Regions from separate parts of the Mus musculus genome. Here region 1 is linked to region 2. The links are chromatin contacts, called in public Hi-C maps. All regions are on one chromosome and are shown on one strand. The core of a region is the stretch at or near the end of the contact, and the rest is flanking DNA. Distances in the headings are between cores, read along the strand shown. Region 1 has its middle 67 kb from the start of Osgin2. Region 2 overlaps Nbn (nibrin).

Region 1 (3,259 bases), core at 590-3,089, 91 kb before region 2:
CACTTCCCCATTCCCTTTGTCGCCTCTCCGCAGTGACTTCTCTGGCCTCTTTCCTTGGAAGGGACCAGTAAGCCAGCTCAAGAGTACTTTTATATACTTTAATCTGGATTGAATTGTCTCATTTCACCAGCAGAGAAATAGCTTACTATAACCTACAATAGATAACAAAGAATGGGAGAAGTACAAGAGAAATGAACACTGGCTGTTCTCATGAAAGAACAGGGAAGGAATCCTCTTCTAAGAGCCATTCTCTGGGTGAGGTTCCTGAGAGCCACCGTAGAGCTCACTGATAATTGCCTTAATGTTGCCTGAGTTAGTACATGCATTTACCCTTCTTCCTAAATCCTATAGATATGGCAGAGGAGGCAAATTTAATAAAAATAAACCTAGTACATTTTAGAAAATTTAGAGGGGCTTTTGGAAAAACTTGAGTACTTCATGGGCTATAGTGATGCTGGTACATAATGGCTAAATGTCCCCAAGTCCATACCATAAAGAACTTTGAAAGCAAAATATTTTCCCAACAGAATTATGCAGTCACCTCACAGTCAATATATAAGCTGGGATATCCAGCCTTTGGAGACCATATTGATGTCTACAGAACTGGTCAGGCTGCCACTGGGGTCCATACTGGTATCCATGACCCATGCTGCCCCAGAGGCCCTGCTGATGTCTGTGTCCTATGTTGCCTCCAATGGCTATCTATTATGATGGTGTCTGTGGCCCACGCTGCGGCAGGGGTCCATGTTGATGCCCATGCTTTGGGGTTCTGTACTGTCACTGGAGAGCATGCTGAGGTCTGTAGCACATGCTACCAACAGAGGGCTGTGGATGTCTGTGGTCTGTGTTGTCTCAAGAAACCTAGTGGAAGTCCATGATCCATGATGGTGCTGATTGTAAATGGCAGGGAAGGTTGTTTGTCTGTCTGTCTGTCTGTCTGTCTGTCTATTTGTTTGTTATTGCAGTAGTATCAATGACTGCAGACACATTAAAGGTCTCTGTGACAACCCCTAACCCCACTTCCCAAAATAAGTAACAGCCTAGAAAGGAAGCCATCAAAGAGAACTCTTAAGTTTTATGGCAAGGATGCTGAAATGTAGCTCCCCACAATTTATGGCTTCTACTGGGAGTAGGTGGGGAAGGGCTCAGTTTCCTTTAAGGGACAAGCTACTGGGTGTTTAACCATGCTCCCGTGAGCACATGGGTAACACAAATTGACTTTTGTTTTGTTTTCTTAATTTTCTTTTTCTTCTTTTTCTTTTTTTTGGAGGAAGGGTGTCACAAGGGTAATGGAGGTGGACCTTGGAAGACTGAGAAGCAAAAGTGATCAGGGTGCATTATGTGAAATTCCCAAGTAATCAGTACAAATATTATGTTAGGGGGGAAAAAGTGTTTAACAATTCTGATTTCTCTAAAACTATCTGTAACCTGTGTCCTCTACACTCAACCAACCAGGAAGGTGAAATGAAAAGCACCAAAAAGTAGAACTGAACACTACAGAAATACAACAGAGATCACCACTTAAAGTGCCCAGACAAGTAGGTTTAGTATCTGTAGAGTTTCTGGGGAGTTGGAAGTTCTGAACCTATAAAAGCAGAGTAAAGGTGGGCATTGAACATTAAGAGAGATTTCTAAGATTAAGTTTGGGGCCTGGGTTAGCTCAATTATAGAACACTTGCTTAGCTTGTGTTGGGTTCTGGGCTCAACCCCTAGAATGAAGGCAAAATGTCAAACATTTAAAATAAGAAAAATGGTCTTTTAAAAAGGGGAAGCCATGATCGGTGTAAGTCCACATGAAGCCCTGAAGCACAACTCAGGCTTTTGTTACTTTACTTCCTTTTGTGAGCAGGCTTTGGGCTGGTAGACCTGGCAAGGCCAGTTGTGTGACAGGCTTGATGTGAGCAAGCCAGTTAATGAATGATTTCATAACATTAAATGAGGACAATCACATCCTACCAGTGACCAACTGGTAGAAAAATAAGCTAAGAGAAATGTACACCACCACATATACAAATTAAATTATAAACTTCTTAAGATAACCTCTCCTTATTGCCTAGAACACTACCAACTAAGCAATAGAGTCTCAATATTTACTAAATGGTAACTAAATAATTATAATGAACACAGAGTCTGTCTTTAAAAGCATCTGTGAGGGACGGGAGAGATAGCTCAATGGTTAAGAACATTTGATACTCTTGCAGAAGACCTGGGTTCGGTTTCCAACAAACACATGTTGGCTATGAGCTAATCCTTAACTCACTTAGGAATGATAGGGGAGTTTTACTTGGTTACTTAGTACTTTCAAACTGTGAAAGAACTGCTAGAGACTACAGTGACAGGCAAATGCCGAGAAGCATAGATTTATGACATACATCAAACTTCCTCTGTCTGGGAGATTTGTTGCCTCCCAGAACTTAGCTGGATCCCTAAATGACTTTCAGAGTTCAAAGAGCGTTTTTCTTAGCCAGTCCTCCCTCTAAGCTCCTACATTGGCTGATACCAATGGATATTACTCCGCTTCTTAGCTGTCTGCTGCCTTCCCATCTTCGTTATCACTCTTGCACACCAGGCTTCCCACAGAACCCACTCCAAGCATATAGCATGCTGAAAACATCCAGTAAAATATTTCTCAAGAGAGTCACTGGAGTTCTACAAGGGATGAGGAGAGAAAGGCTTTTGACATGAAACTCCAGGAGATTTGTTTTCCACTTGTGTGTGTCATTTGCCAGCTGGGCACCCTGGACCGATTACATAATTGTTCTGGGATCTCAGCTCCAACACTTGTAAAGTGAAATAATTGTAACAGCGTGGGGCACTTGAGAAGTCTTGGTAATGTCAAGTATAAACAAGTCCCACCCAGTGCACAGTTTAAACAACAGTCACCTATGTGTTCACTCTCATTGACATCCTTCTTCAATGTATACCCAGCACATGAGACAAAACTTCTGATGGAGAATGCATAGTCATTGATATGTTCTTATATCTTCTGAAAACATTGTTTTTCAGGGATAACTTAACTGTCTTATACCTGAAAACAATTCTCCACTAAATACTGAAAATAGAGTGTTGGAGAAATCAGATCTCTGTCTTACAAGAAATAAAATACCCAGGTGCCCGGTGGCCACACTCAATTCAGAGACCAGCTAATTGTGCATGTACCATTTCCCCTTTAGATTATCCTTTATTTTCTAGTTTACATTTTAACTGGTTATAAACTTTCTTTATTTCTTTTTTTGTTTGTTTGTTTGTTTTTGTTGTT
Region 2 (3,650 bases), core at 1,024-3,523:
TGTCATGAACATAACTGAACTATATCTACATTTCTCAAATGGCCTTGGGAGAAAAGTAAAATCTTACCTAAACAGATCATCAGCAAGAGATTCCTCCTTTGCTTGTTGTTTCTGTACCTGTCAAAGTTAACATAATGTGGCTCATTTACTCAGCAGCAAACACCTCCAGATTTCCACACACAAGCTTGTCACTCGTCAGCAAGTGTTCTTCTGTAGTCTTCCCATTCAGCCAACCTCTCTATTTTCACTTCATGCTAAAATCACTGCACGACTGTAGTTAAGTAACTGTCTAGCCAATTTCAAAGACAATCAACACAGATAGCTAGGTTACTGAGTTTCTAAACAGTCTTTTTAGCAGAAAGTTCAGTGTTCTGGGCTCAAGGACGACGATGGAATATGGGCTTCATTGAAACTGGTTCAGTGAGTGAGGCTGCATGCTGACAAGCATGATGCGCTGAGTTCCATACCCACGTCTGTATGACTCCAAAAGTCTGACCTCTGGCCTCCAGGCACATACGATAGTATGGAAGTGCATGCATACACACACAGAAACATGCAAAACCACAAAATTAAACTTTTTAATTAGGGATTTAAAGAGAGACTTGTCTAACTTGCTCTGAGTCATAGTCGTTCCAGTGACCGTGAGTTGAGAGTGCAAGAATCACATCATCAACAGTCAAAGCAGCGTGACAGGCGAGCAATCTCCCTTCCTCTTGCTAAATCAGGACGGAGGAGTTTTTGGCCACAATAATTTTCACAAGGCCTCACCAAGCTCCTAACGCACCAGAGTTAGATCAGGGAAAAGCCCCTGCTGCAGGCTCCTTTCTCAAACGACTGCCCAGTCTGACCCTCAAATGTGCAAACCCTAAATCTGGCTCTTGGTGTGCTGGCCTCCTAACCACCTCGTGCCCCCTCATGGACCCTGTGTGCTTGCTTTCTTAGTCAGAACAGAAGGACAAACAGACTCTTCCCCTAAATATGAAAATCTGAGTGGTTTTGTTCCTATTTCTCCTCTGCCTAGAAAGACACCCTCCATTTGTTTTCCACATGTAGTCACGGTCAAAGCCAACTTCTTGAGTATTTACTTAGTGTCTACTACACAATGAGGACCACATTCCAGTCAGGTAGCACAGCGTTAGATTTTGTCTGACTCACAGAAGTGACAACATCACCAGAAACTTTAAGAACTGGCCCAGTGATTGGGAAAATTAAGGGTTTGCAGCATGAGTAGAAGGTCAGACACAGAACAAAGTCCAGATGACGGACAGGAGGTAGTGGGGATAAGCCTAGGGCAAGATGTCACTGTGTGGTGTGCTCAGGTGTGTGTGCATCAGCTGTATACACGCCGAAACCACTGTGGCAACAAACCAAGCATTTGGCGGCATGCACCCAGCATTCACGAAGCACCTCTCTAACTCCCAGGGAAAGCAACTGAAGATGGAAAAGGCCAACAGCTGCACCGTCATTTAACTCCTCCCAAGCATCCAAGGAGCATTGGTGTGTGTTTGGTGCAGCTCCCTTCTCCTTGGTGTACTGGCTGGTTTTATGTGTCAACTTGACACAGGCTGGAGTTATCACAGAGAAAGGAGCTTCAGTTGGGGAAGTGCCTCCATAAGATCCAGCTGTGGGGCATTTTCTCTGTTGGTGATCAAGCGGGGAGGGCCCACTGTGAGTGGTGCCATTCCTGGGCTGGTAGTCCTAAGTTCTATAAGCAAGCAAGCTGAGCAAGCCAGGGGAAACAAGCCAGTAAAGTAACATCCCTCCATGGCCTCTGCATCAGCTCCTGCCTCAGGTCACTAAAGTCACTTAAGTTTCCTTTTAAGATGAATTTACTTGGGACCAGGGAGATGGCTCTGTGGATGAAGGGCATGCTGTGCAAGTATGCTAGCGTGAGAGCCCTGGCACCCACGTAAGAGCTGGGTACACACAGTCATCTTTGCACTAGGGGAAAGATAGGTAGGGGACAGCTGAGCAGCAGCTGGCACTCCAGATTCAGTGAGAGACCCTGTCTCAGAAATAAACAAATACATACAAAAAAGGGTAATAATAAAGGCTCTTGAAATCAACCTCTGTGCACAGGCACCCCCTCACTCACTCTCACACATGCATATGTATCTCCCACACTGACGAGTCACAAAGGCTAAAGTGCAATCCCGCGTGTGGGGGCCTCCCTTTCTACTTACCTCCATTTCCTGTTTCAACCATTCTTCTAACTCGGTATTCTTTCGAGCATGGTGGCCTACTAAGTCTGATCCTCCGATGATGTGTGGAAGCTTTCCTGCCCCAGGAAATGTCGCCTGCAAAAGAGGAAGCAGTGTGGGTAAGCATATTCACAAAGTCAGATAGCTATTTTTTTTAAAAAGAAATAAGATACAAACAGTGGAAGTTGTGCATAAACGTCTAAGGTGTGTATATTCTGTTACCGAAAAGGAGACACAGACGCCTGCGCCACACCCGTGCATTTTCACCCTTTTCTGCTACTACTGTATCTAGGACTAGATATGCCATTAGGACTTTCACATGAATGAAAAACACGTTTTAATTGTAGGTTTTATTTATTTTTTTTTAATTTTTGTTTTGTATTGTTGTTTTGTTTTGTTTTGTTTTGAGACAGAGTTTCTCTGTGTAGCCCTGGCTGTCCTGGAACTCACTCTGTAGACCAGGCTGGCCTCGAACTCAGAAATCTGCCTAACTCTGCCTCCCAAGTGCTGGGATTCAATGCGTGCACCATCACTGCCTGTAGGTTTTATTTTTAAATTACTTTAATTCATTACCTAGCAATCAAAGCAACCCAAAGAAAACAAACTATAGTTTAAAACACTGTACTACTTATTCTAAGTTTTTCAAAGTTTAACCTATAATCCCAGCACTTGAAAGGCTGGGGCAAGAAGATAACACAGTTCAAAGCAAGCCTGGGTACATATCACGTTCCAGGCAACCTCACACTTCATGTAAGACTATCATTAAAAAAAAAAATAGGGCTGGTTCTGGGAGTAAAGGTGCCTGCCATCAAGTCTGTCAACCCGAGTTCAATTCTCATGACTCATATAGTGGAAGAAGAGACATACCTCTCACATGTTGTCTTGTGACCTCCAGACACATATGCTGTGGCATGTGCGTACCCTTACATAGAAAATAAGTAAGCAAGCAAACAAAAAAATAACCCTACATAAATGTTTTTAAATAAAATGAGAAACAGTGTCAGAACTACTGCCCAGCCGGCAGTGTCTGCTTAGCATGCGTGAAGGGCTGAGTTAGATCCCAGCATGGGATGGTGCATTCCTGGAACCCCAATACTCAGGATTGGGTGGGGAAAGGAGCATCAAAGTTCCAGGTATAAGTGTGTAAATGTGTCTGAGCATGTGTGTACACATGTGCACATGCTCATGTATTATTATTTTAATGAAATTACTTTACTTAGGGTAAAAATGTTCCCCCCAAGAGCCATACAGTAACAAAAACCCCAGTACAGACATGAGAAATCTCCTTTTGAGTGGTTGGTCAGAGGAATCCAAGCAATTCCCAAAATAATATGGACTGTTGCCATAGCCCTTGCTTGCCTCCCAGAAGCTGAAGCAAGTCCTTATTGCTGAAAACAGAGTTTCTCTGTGTAGCCCTGGCTTGTCCTGGAACTCACTTTGTAGACCAGG

What was found. A called contact is a pair of places that touch in the nucleus more often than the background predicts.
Region 1: a contact with region 2 is called in a Hi-C map of bone marrow-derived macrophages, with 52 read pairs. The contact joins two enhancer-like sites. A contact is called at or near these places in 7 of 15 datasets of contacts at CTCF or cohesin (CD8 T cells, the G1E-ER4 cell line, the NIH/3T3 cell line and 4 more), 138 of 484 Hi-C or Micro-C datasets (the 3T3-L1 cell line, 3T3-L1-derived adipocytes, the AML12 cell line and 77 more), 9 of 115 datasets of contacts at active chromatin or transcription factors (CD8 T cells, the HPC-7 cell line, astrocytes and 5 more) and 3 of 9 other capture datasets (adipose tissue, bone marrow-derived macrophages and liver).

The regions. Positions count from the first base shown.
Region 1 is chr4:16,079,016-16,082,274 of GRCm38.p6, reverse strand. No RefSeq gene overlaps it. Among named protein-coding and RNA genes, the nearest start is that of Osgin2, 67 kb to the right of the region's middle. Within about 2 kb of position 1,839, at least 9 of the 459 cell types and tissues checked have an H3K27ac peak or open chromatin away from gene starts, as enhancers often do. A contact at or near this core is called in bone marrow-derived macrophages, where this site is marked.
Region 2 is chr4:15,987,649-15,991,298 of GRCm38.p6, reverse strand. It overlaps Nbn (nibrin), which reads right to left. Exons shown (of 16, transcript NM_013752.3): 14 at 2,184-2,297; 15 at 68-117. Among named protein-coding and RNA genes, the nearest start is that of Osgin2, 24 kb to the left of the region's middle. Within about 2 kb of position 2,273, at least 31 of the 459 cell types and tissues checked have an H3K27ac peak or open chromatin away from gene starts, as enhancers often do. A contact at or near this core is called in bone marrow-derived macrophages, where this site is marked.